2 separate regions of the Mus musculus genome follow, and region 1 is linked to region 2. A link is a contact called in public HiChIP or PLAC-seq data. All regions are on one chromosome and are shown on one strand. The core of a region is the stretch at or near the end of the contact, and the rest is flanking DNA. Distances in the headings are between cores, read along the strand shown.

Region 1 (5,293 bases), core at 2,724-5,223, 350 kb before region 2:
GGAGCGCGTGTTCACATACCCTAAACATTTTGTTTAAGCTTCTTCATGCTTCAATCTTCAGTTTTACTTGAGAAAGGATGTATAGCTCATGCTGGCCTCAAAGTAGTGGCTGCCCCTGTTAGCCTCCTGACTGCTCTCCGGACTGTGCCCATAGAGCTTCCTCACTTGAGGGCTGATCAGGAGGCAGCCAAACAAAGTCTGTGTCTCTAGGCCCAGCTGTAGGGTCTTAGGGAAACCTACAGATTTCTCTTCATTGATCTTGCCCACTAATTTTCTTTGTGTCTGTCTGTCTGTCTGTCTGTCTGCACACCCCTCTTGTATTTCTACAGAGCCAGCCTTGAAGGTACAGAACATCACCCATTCAAGCATGTTCTGGGACAGACTTGATGAGGATGGCCCATCTCCCCAGAGTTCTTCCTGGCGACAGTCCCAGGGCTACCCCTCCCCCAACTCTTCTCATGGCTCCACGCCTGGGTAAACAGCAGATAAAGGCAAGTCAGTCTCTCCTGCAGTCAGAACGCACCTCAGAGTCAAGAGTGACACAGAAAATGCCCCTGAGCAGACTCCTGTCCTCTTACCTCACAGACTGATTGACGTGACTCGTACCAGACACTCATCGCTTCCACTAGGGATTCCGTGCGACACCATGAAAACACTGTCTGGTGTTGAGCATGGTGATGCATGCTGATAATCTCAGCACTTGGGAGCCCAATGCTAAATTACCAGATTTAGACTAAGGATGGCTGCGTAGTGGGACCCGGCCTCAAAATAAACAAATAAAATTCTGGTTCATTCATCTTGCCTTGAGAAGCTTAGAGCAATGTTTTATTTCTTTTTGTATCTTCATCATTGAGTACAGATCCTGCACTACTTCAAGGTGGATTGCCAGGGACACAATCTCTGGCCCACCCGCCATGTGTGTGAACCCATGGCAAGCTATTCAACCTCTTTCTGCCTCAATTGCCATGCCTAAAAAACATATATGTGAGTACACTGTGCTCAGACACACTAGTGGAGGGCTTCAGATCCCATTACAGATGGTTGTGAGCCACCATGTGGTTGCTGGGAACTGAACTCAGGACCTCTGGAAGAACAGCCAGTGTTCTTAACCACTGAGCCATCTCTCTAGCCCCAGTTTCTACACTTTTTAAATGTGGGATTACAATGCTAACCTCACAGCACTGTGAAGTCCAAGGGAAACAAAGAGTGGGGGCACAATTAGATCAGCACCTGATTTAAGGGGAGGGCTTAAGGAATGTCGGCCAGCACCTTCCCCAGGCCTGGGGTTGTTAATGTGCTGGGCAGTGCTACAGCTCTATAGTCACAGACCAGCCAGGAGTATGTGTGGCTAACCAGTGAACTGTGGGCCTCTGAGGCTTCTTGCCACACACTGCTCTCCTTTTCTGTGCTGTAGCTCAACTCCAATATGTTAAAAATCTAACTAGCCCTGCGTTCAAAAGTTCCAAATGAATGACTATGACCTTCTGAAACTCAGGCATCGGGCTCCAAAGTTGAGAAGGACTTGTATTCTACTGAAAAAAGGGCTGCCACATCTTTGAATGACAGTCAAGAGACATTTCCCAGGAGGGAGATCAAATCTTCATGACTTATTTATGAGTTTGATTTTTTTTTTCTTGTGGCCAGTTTAAAATGAATTTAGAATGTAGCATTAAGGATATCGGGTGACAGAAAAATCCAGAAAACTGACAAATATTGTCAAAGTACCACGGTCGTCCCACTGACTTTGGGATTGCAAAGTTATCGGTAAATCAGAGCAAGACAAGCCTCCAACGCTTGACACGTGTACTCAGTGATTAATGTGACTCTGTGCTCAGAAGAGTCTCCTGCCAGGCGTGGGAGCACCGTTCTACCTCCTCGGAAGGCCACAGCAGGAGGATGACCTGAGCCCAGAAGTTATGTTAGCTTGGATTCTGTCACCCTGAGATGTTCCCTTCTTTAACACAACCAAAAGATAAAAACTACTAGGGAAAATTAAATTATCCTACTATCTTTTATTTTTATTTTTATTTTTGAGAGGGGCTCTCACGTAGCCCAGGCTATATACTCCATAGCCGAGGATGGCCTTGAGTTCCTTATTCTCCTTCCTGTACCTTCCAAGCACTGGCATTACAGGTGTGTATCATCAAATCCAGCTATGTTCTATTTCTCAAGTCAGTGATCAGCGCTTTTAAAATCCTTGACTCCAGAACCAGGCATGTGGTGCACGGCTTTAATCCCAGCACTAGGGAGGGGGAGAGAGGTGGGTCTCTGAGTTTGAGGCCATCCTGGTCTGTAAAGTGAGTTCCAGGACAGCCAGGGCTACACAGTGAAACCTTGTATCAAACAACAACAACAAAACAAAAACCAACTAACCAAGCAGCCCCCCCCCAAAAAAAAATCCCAAAATAAAAAACAAGCAAAACAAAAAACAAACAAAAAACCCCCAAAACAAAAACCAATAAAAATATTTCTCTGGTTCTTTAATTAACCCCTAGTGTGTATGGATCATGCTACTGATCCTATTTATTGACTTCTTAAAAATGGACAGACCTTTAGATTTAAGGACTAAGACAACAAAATAAAGAACTTGAAAGGGACAAAAAATAAAACCACTAAAGCCACACATACACACACACACAAATATATGTGTATGAGCACATGTACATACATATTAAGTATTCATGAGCACCTATGTATGCATGTATGTTATTTGAAATAATGGTATTGTTAAAGTTGCAAGAGGATTTTCCCAGGGTGAAGACATACTGTAATTTTGGTTTTCTTATTTCCCTACAATTTATTTTTACATTATAATTCTATTTTGCATCTATATTTTGCATAAAAATATATTATAATTTTATGCACATGGGTATGTTTGCATGCACATGGTGCACCATGTGTGTGTCTGGAATCCATGGAGGCCAGAAGAGGGCACTGGATCCTGGGGAGCTAGAGTTAAGATGGTTGAGAGCCACCTGGTGGGTCCTGGGAATTGAACCCAGATCCTTGGGACAAGCGTCCTGGACTGTTATCCCGAGTCTCTTCTGCAGCCTCCTCACACAGTCTGTAATGCTGTGGTAATATCATAGTTTCTGGTGAAAAACCACAGCCCACTTTTTCACATTTAAGAAAATGCTTGCTCTGGTCTTCTCTCAACACTTTGACAAGAATAAGGCAGGTCATACTGTATATAGATTTTTTCCCTCAAAGAAAAAATATTAGTAAAATACCTTTACCTTTATAACCAACAGTTGTATTACTTTACAAGGGAGGAGGCTGCTCATAGGTCTTTTTTCTTAAAATATAAACAAACAAAAAACCTCCTTTAAATATGTACTTTGCTTGTTAAAGTTATAAATACTTAAAGGAGTAAAGTACCTTTTATTGAATAATTCAAGCTAAAACCGAGAATGGAATAAGAAACTATAAATTTATTATTATCTCTATTTTGCTTTGTAGAAGCAAAAGAGTAAAAGAGAAGCAATCCCGATGAAAACTCTGCTTTGTTTGCTTGCATGTAATTAAGAGTCAACTCTGTGGGGCTTTGAGGTTAAGAGTACTGGCTGTTCTTCCAGAGGACCCGGGTTCAGTTCCCAGCACCCACCTGGCAGCTCACACCTGCCTGTAACTTCAGTTCTAGGGGATCTGACACCCTCACACAGACAGACAAGCAGGCAAAATGCCAATGCACATCAAATAAATAAATAAATTGTGAGGAAAAAAGAAAGAATCAACTCTGGACCCGGCAGCTTGGTAGCACGTGCCTACAAACCAGTACTTGGAAGGCAGAGCCAGGAGACTAAGTTTGAGGCCAGCATGATGTACAAAATGTGTAATCAACCCAGCCAGGTCTATGCTAAGAAATCCTGTCTCAAAAAGCCAGGATCAAAAACAAAAGCCAAGACAAATACAGGCTGTGAGGACAACCAAGCCCAGCTGGAGGCCTTCCTGCCCCGTCCTTTTCTGTAACCACTTGGCCTTTGTCTCTCACAGGCAATGTGATCCCTGCCTGCACTGTTAGAGCAAGAAACGGTACACACAGTTATGCTTGGATGGATCCAAACATGATTCTAGGGGCTCCTTAGGCACTCTGAAATTAACCCCTCTGGGCTAGACTATAGTGTTGTGCACAGTGCACAGTGGCAGAGCACTCGCCTGGCTTGGGCCAGACTTAGGTTAGACCCAACACTGAAAGCAATAGCAACAGGCAGGCAAGCCAGCTGGTACATAAATACATTTGCCACCAAGCCCAAGAACTTGAACTTAATCCCCAGATCTCATAGATTAGAAGAGTAAATTTTAAAAAAGTATTAATCTCATTTTCTCTAATCCTTAACAATTTATTTATTTGGATTATGTGTGTGTGTGAGACGAATGTGCAGGCCCATGTGCTATGGCCCACTTGTAGGGATCGGACAACCCCGTAGAATCAGTTCTTTCTTTTCACTGTGGGAATAAGCAAAAGAAACTTAACCTAAGTGCTACCATTTTGTTTTCACATTCCATTTAATCATAGGAGAAACTAAATAAAGGTCCCAGGTTCTAGGAGAGCTAGGAACTTCCCAATAGCTGAACAGCTTCTCTTAGTGAGAAGGCTCGGCTGATTCCATGACAGGCTTCAAACTGGCAGTTCAGGAGACGAGGCCTAAATCTCAGTTTCTAAGAACTGGGCAAGCCCAGGCAAGTCCTGCCCTCAAAGCTGCCCACCACCTGGCCCGAGGCAAAGACAATGGGTCGGCAGCAGTTTCCAGACTTCACACCTTGAAAATGGTTCCAGAAAGTCTAGAGGTGGAGTAAGACAAAGGTCATCTATCCCAGAATTCCAATGTGTTTTAAAGCGAGCCTTCTTCAGGCTCACGTGATTGTCTCTCTATCCTGGTAATGGGAGAATGCTGGACTTCTGAAGAATAAAACACTCTGCGCTTTCATACTGTTTTGAGTCTGGGGTTTCATTCTTCGGGGAAGCATGGACCCTTACATTATAAGGAAAAAGTTGTCCCAGTCCAGACATCTCAAGGACAACCTCTCCATCTTGCTGGCAGGGTCAAACAAGGTCATGTTCCAGGCCCAGGAACCGACTCCTATCCTGATTGGTGAAAACTCCCTTGCTCAACCCCTTAAGTCAAAATATGACTGGACAATGCTACAGCCCACTCCGCTCCCTCTCGCTGCGTGGTCTCATCCTTTAAATGTGCTGTGTAATTTCTCTCTAGGGTCCCAGTTCAGCTCCCAAGTCTGTTCTGTGGCCCGGATCAATCAGTAGCAGCTTGATTACAGTAAATTTTTGTCGTCT
Region 2 (5,483 bases), core at 2,052-4,551:
ATGGTGGTCCAGAGGAGCCATTGCTCTGGAGAAAGAACAGGAAGAGAGGAGGCTAGATCCCAGGTAGGCCTTTAACTCCAGTGACACGTCCCAGCTATAACTGTTTGTCTCTTTCTTCATTCATGTCTATGCATCTTATTTAATGACCCACTGAGTAGTTTAAACAAGGGCCATCTGCGTGACCACAGAGCCGCCCAAGAGAGCCTGGTGATGTCGGTGACGTCCCCTCTCCCAGAATCTATCAGCAGCCAATAGTTCAGCAGCAAGGGATAGGGTCTCATGAGCCCCTCCCCCACCCGTGACAGATTGTTGACAGGGCCAGCCTTGTGCAGGTCAGTGACGGTAACCATGGTTGTTAAGTTCACGATTGGAATTGTTTCAAGTCTAAATGGCATTTTGAAGCCTGTCACCCTGTCTTCTGGCTCTCACACACTTCTTGCCCCCTCTTCCTTACAGGAAAGTGACATAAATGTCACTGATTTTTTTTCCCAACACCAACCATCTTTCCTTTTCTTTCCCCTAATAAGTCACATACCATGTATGCCTTCCATAAAGCACCTTTGGAGTCAATTCCTTGGGATCATACTGAATGTTAAGTTACCTGCTTTATATGTTCGCATTTGCATGTCATTTGCATATGCTTTATAAGCGTGGCCCATGCTAAACACGGCCCTCTCCTTCAAACATCTCTGCTCCTGTGTCTTGGACTTCCCTCTTCAAGGCCACAGTTTCCTAGTCTTCTTTGCAGTCTCCTGCCAGTGACCACATATTAAGTGTTAACTTCCCACCATGCTCTATCTAACCTGGGGCACACTTCCCTTGGACAATCTTGCCCACTCCCCCAAATCAGGTACCATTTATATGTTGAAGGCTGTCCCAGTATGGTTCTGAGGTCTCTCTAGAGCAGCAAGCTGGTTTCCTTTCCTCCCTGACTGTATTGCCCTATGTATGGTAAGTTTCTTCCCTGTCACCAGGGTATTTGGGGGCTTAAATCCTAAGGACACATACTTTAGGAGACTTGAAAATACAAACAAGTGCTAACACTAACAATGGGGGAGAGGGCACTAAATGATACAATAAAGAAGCAATTAACCAAATCTGAAACACAGAACACTCTATAAGTGGCTGATTAGATGACTGGCCAATAGTATAAAAGAGGCAGGATGATGTAGACGTTTAAGTGACACCTCAAAATGCAGTCTACAGTAAAAGTCTTGCTCAATCCTGATTCAAACTAGCAATACAAATGAACGTTTGAAACTATTGGAAAAGCTAAACACAGATAGGACATCAAATGCCGAAGAATTATTCCTGCTTTCCATAACTGTAATAACAGCCTCGTGGTGACATAAATAAGAGAGACCACCTCTTAGGGATGTACCGTGGAATGTGAACAAAATAAAATAAAAAAATCAAGAAGATGTCAGTGGGCTTCGCAGCTGGGTGTTCACCCTCCTTCTTCTGTCCTGTATATTTTTAAAGGCAGGTCAACTAAAAGGGAAAAAACCCGACAAGAGTGGGGGAGGGGTATCCTGGCATCCCCGGGATTCTTGTTTATAGAACCAAAGGGCTATCTGGTGCAAGTCCTTGACTCCAGCAATCAATCTTGGCCACAAGCCTGGGTTTATCTCAGGCACACGTCCTTTGTTTTTTCAAACACATATAAAGCACTGGAATGTCTTCTCAGGGACAGGAAACAGTGAGGCTTGTTTTTTTTTGTTGTTGTTAAAAGCAACAGCAGCATTGCCCAGCTATGGAGTCCCACGTCATCCATCACTGCTGTCAAACTACAACTTAAGACCCTAGTGGTCAAGCTGCCTGGGTCCTAACGGGGAGAAAGAAACAAAGTTAGATCCGTGCGACTCCTTGTTCACCTGTAGCTCCTGCAGATCCCACTTCTGTTTACCGTCACAATCTAGAAATTAACAATCTAGTAATAAGGACTAATAGTTTCTGGAAATGGAGCCCTTAGAAGAAAGAAGCCACAATCATTTGGGAAAAGTGCTTAAGACCTTTTTTTTTTTTTAATGTAAGGGCTGCCTTCCCCAAACATGCTTCTTGTCCCAGTTGCTAGAGATGTGGTTACTCAGAGAACAAACTCAGGTATGGAAGGGACAGAAGGGACGTGGGGATAAGCTCTGATTTGAGGCTCTAAAAGTTGGATTGGGTGAGAGAATGTATTTCCCTCAGACCTATTTAAAATAGATCTTGACATATGTTTAGCCCACCCTGCTGATTGACCCCATTCCATTGCCTTTTTACCATAATTTCTGGTTCTGGGTGCCCACAGCCAGAGACCTTTGACCCCCATGTCTGAAGTTACTACACCCAGGCCTGGTGACGTCTAGTGAGCTGGTCCCCATGGTCCTCCTCTTTGGTCTGGGATTTTGTTAATTAATGGGTAGTTCCAAATTTTGGGAAGTTCCTGCTATCATTTTAGTGTGAGAACTGGATAAATAAATAACCCCCAATACCCCATGGAAAAGAAACCCAGCACGGAAACACCAGGCATCACTGCTGGGTTGGTAATGCCCGAGTGAAGGTTTGTCCCTTCAGAAACTCTGAGACTGGAGACCAGAATAAGGAAAATCTAGGAACTTCTTCAAGAGAATACCAGCCCCTCCCAGGCCCCTCCCTATCTCCTGTGTGTGTGTGTGTGTGTGTGTGTGTGTGTGTGTGTGTGTGTGTGTGTGTGTGTATGCCTGTGTGCATGTGTGTGTGTCTGGGTATGTGTTTTTCTGCGTGTCTGTGTATGTGTGTCTGTGTCTATGTGTGTCTCTGTGTGTGTGTGTGTGTGTGTGTGTGTGTGTGTGTGTGTATTTCTGTGTGTTTCTCTGTGTGTATGTGTGTGTGTTCTTGTTATCTCCTGGACCATCAGACTGAGACATTTCTCCAGTACCCAGTTCCACGGTGTGGCTTGACTCGCTCTGGCTGAAGGAGGCTGCACAATGCCATGGCTGCCACATCAGGAAGTCAGTTCCTAGAAGTCACAAAACAAGATTTGACGTGAGGGGATGTCCCTAAGTGAGAGTTCCCTTCTGGATAAGATACCGAAGGCTCCGTTACAGGCAGTTCTTGGGGGGTGGAGGGGGGACACACACACAATAGGAGGATGAGGCATGGAGAGGGTTTTTTTGTTTTTTGTTTCCTCTAAAGACCCGTATCAGTAAAATACTGCTGGGGAAGGTGAGGAGCAAGGCCTCTATCTGGAGTCAAGGCCAGAGCGTTATCCCACTCACCGTCTTCCGCTGTCCCACGAGGTCCCAGCCAGCGCGGATACAGATATTCTTCCTAAGAGTCCAGAGGGATATTCTCCCCTAAGTGCTTGAGAGAACAACGGAGAACTGTTGTTACACCGGGAATCTTCTATCCACTCCTGGCAGCTGGATCAGAACGATGCCTCTGTCCCTGCTGCTCACCTGCCTCTCCACCACAGTCACCTTGGTGTCACCTGCGGGTAAGTCCCGTGTCAAGAATTTGGCACAATGTACTTTTGTGTTGCTGTTTGCTTTTGGGTACCAAATGTTAAGAACCAGATGACAGGGCCTTAAATACAGCCCTATGGTTGTGTAAAACAAACAAAAACAAAAACAAAACAAAAACAAAAAAAAGACAAAACAAAAACAGTCATTCAACCTACATGGATATATATACCCACCCAGAGAATTTTTGTTTCGTGTTCCTTTAGCTTCCTGCCTGAGTGGCTAGGACTTCCAAGGACCTTTTTTCTCTACAACCTTCCTATGAGCTAAGGGGTTCTGGGAGTATGTGTGAAAAGAAATTAGATCTCTTTCTAGGGTAAGGACGTTAGAGTTCCAACTTTAAGAATGGAAACGATATTTTCTTTCCTTTAGAAATGAGAGTAGAGCTTTTTCCTTAATGAGTAAAAGGGAGCAAATGTTCTGTCCCCATGAAAGGGGCAGACCTGGATAAAGCAGGTATTAAATTTGACCTTTAAAAATATGAGTGACTTTTTGCACAGACCAAGCAACTTCTCAGGCTTGGCATAAAACTTGCCAACGAGGATCCTTCTGGGTGTTTCTGTGTAGCTCAGTGTATGACTGGCTTAGATTGGTTTCTCTGCAGTAACTTGGGCCACACTGACACCTTTAAATATATATATAATTTACATATGTGTGTATAGACACACACACACAAAGTTTGAATCCAGGCAATAGTGGCACAACCTTTAATCCCAGCACTCAGGAGGCAGAGGCAGGTAGATCTCTGTGAGTTTGAGGCCAGCCTGGTCTACAGAGTGAGTTCTAGGACAGGACAGCCAGGGCTACACAGAGAAACCCTGTCTTGAAAAACAGAAACCAAGCAACAACAACAACAACTGATTGAACCCTGAGGAGATATGCGTATTACAATATCCTGGATGGGATCCTGGGACAGGGGACATTGTAGATAGAAACTAAAACAATGTGAATGACCACAGGCTTGAGGTAATAATAATCAATGGTGCTTCTCAGTGCTTGGAACCCAGGAAAGAAGAGGTGAACAGGGAGAAGCAGGGGACAGGACAGGGAGCTTCTAGACACAGCAAAGGCACAAGGGCTGAAAAAACTGTGACTTGGACAGTGTACAGGGCCTTCGAGGTACACCAGCCTCCAGGATAACAAGATAGGGACACAAATACGTCTGCTCAGGCCCCGTGGTTGGTCTTTGTATAAGATCCAAGCTCCTAAGTGTTCTGCTGAGCCGCTGAGCTTTCTAGCAGGGAGGGGGACTTTGAGAGAAACATACAGGGTTGTTCTCTTTCAAGTCGCTGAGGACTGTCTGAGCTAACTAGGATCAGTTTCTATAATGCCACATTCTTGGCTCCACACTGAGAGCAAAAAGACGATTTGACACCAAATGGGAATTTTAAAAGAGTGTGGAAGAATGTAATGTTAGCAAATATCCAGCAACTGTGTTTGTGTGACATCTCATATAGGGTCAATCTCTTCTTCACGCCACTGTTCCTCTACAACAGGAGGGCAACTGAACTTTCCAACAGTCTAAGAAATGACATTTAACTTTAAGGAAAACTTTAGAAATCATGGAATAGTCATTACGGGAGTTGTTGTCAATGCCATGAAAGGTTGAGAGTCTAACATTTCTTGTAAAATTAGAGACAGGGAGATGAGTGAAATATTTCTATGAAGTTATAATCATCTGTGAAATTGTTCTGGAAGCCCTGCTTGGCTGGAGAGCCATAGCCAGAGGGGTGGAGGAGACTTCCCCCTAGGAGAAGGGAGGGAATTTGAGGACATCTCTTCAGGGAGCACTGAATTGTCAGCTGGCACTCTGCTGGGGCAGCTCGGAGGCATTTTAAAGACTTTGGAAGGAACTCGCAAAACTTGAAGAGAAGGTGGCACAAGCAAGAATTTACAATCCTACAAATGTCATTTCCAGAAAGCACAATGTCCTGAACACTTTTTGCCCCAGACCGTCAAGTTATTTCCTGCCTGCTCTTGCCAAGCTGCAGAGTATTTCAA

Evidence for each region. HiChIP or PLAC-seq counts read pairs in DNA pulled down with a chosen protein or histone mark.
Region 1: an H3K27ac HiChIP or PLAC-seq map of embryonic stem cells shows a contact between it and region 2, with 6 times the contacts expected there. The contact joins the enhancer-like site here to the promoter of Oit3 in region 2. A contact is called at or near these places in 3 of 39 promoter capture datasets (cranial neural crest, liver and maxillary cranial neural crest), 3 of 484 Hi-C or Micro-C datasets (B cells, bone marrow-derived macrophages and pre-pro-B cells), 8 of 115 datasets of contacts at active chromatin or transcription factors (embryonic stem cells, epiblast stem cells, extraembryonic endoderm stem cells and 3 more) and 5 of 9 other capture datasets (adipose tissue, embryonic stem cells, liver and 2 more).

The regions. Positions count from the first base shown.
Region 1 is chr10:59,794,716-59,800,008 of GRCm38.p6, reverse strand. The region is part of intron 8 of Micu1 (mitochondrial calcium uptake 1); the gene reads right to left. It overlaps Gm17059 (predicted gene 17059), which reads left to right. Exons shown (of 2, transcript NR_155871.1): 2 at 330-807. Among named protein-coding and RNA genes, the nearest start is that of Gm17059, 2.9 kb to the left of the region's middle. Within about 2 kb of position 3,973, at least 14 of the 459 cell types and tissues checked have an H3K27ac peak or open chromatin away from gene starts, as enhancers often do. A contact at or near this core is called in embryonic stem cells and liver, where this site is marked.
Region 2 is chr10:59,439,597-59,445,079 of GRCm38.p6, reverse strand. It overlaps Oit3 (oncoprotein induced transcript 3), which reads left to right and starts at 3,301. Exons shown (of 9, transcript NM_010959.2): 1 at 3,301-3,457. The coding sequence starts at 3,397. It overlaps Gm36318 (a long non-coding RNA gene), which reads right to left and starts at 3,327. Exons shown (of 3, transcript XR_380461.2): 1 at 3,240-3,327; 2 at 2,900-2,980; 3 at 1,195-1,825.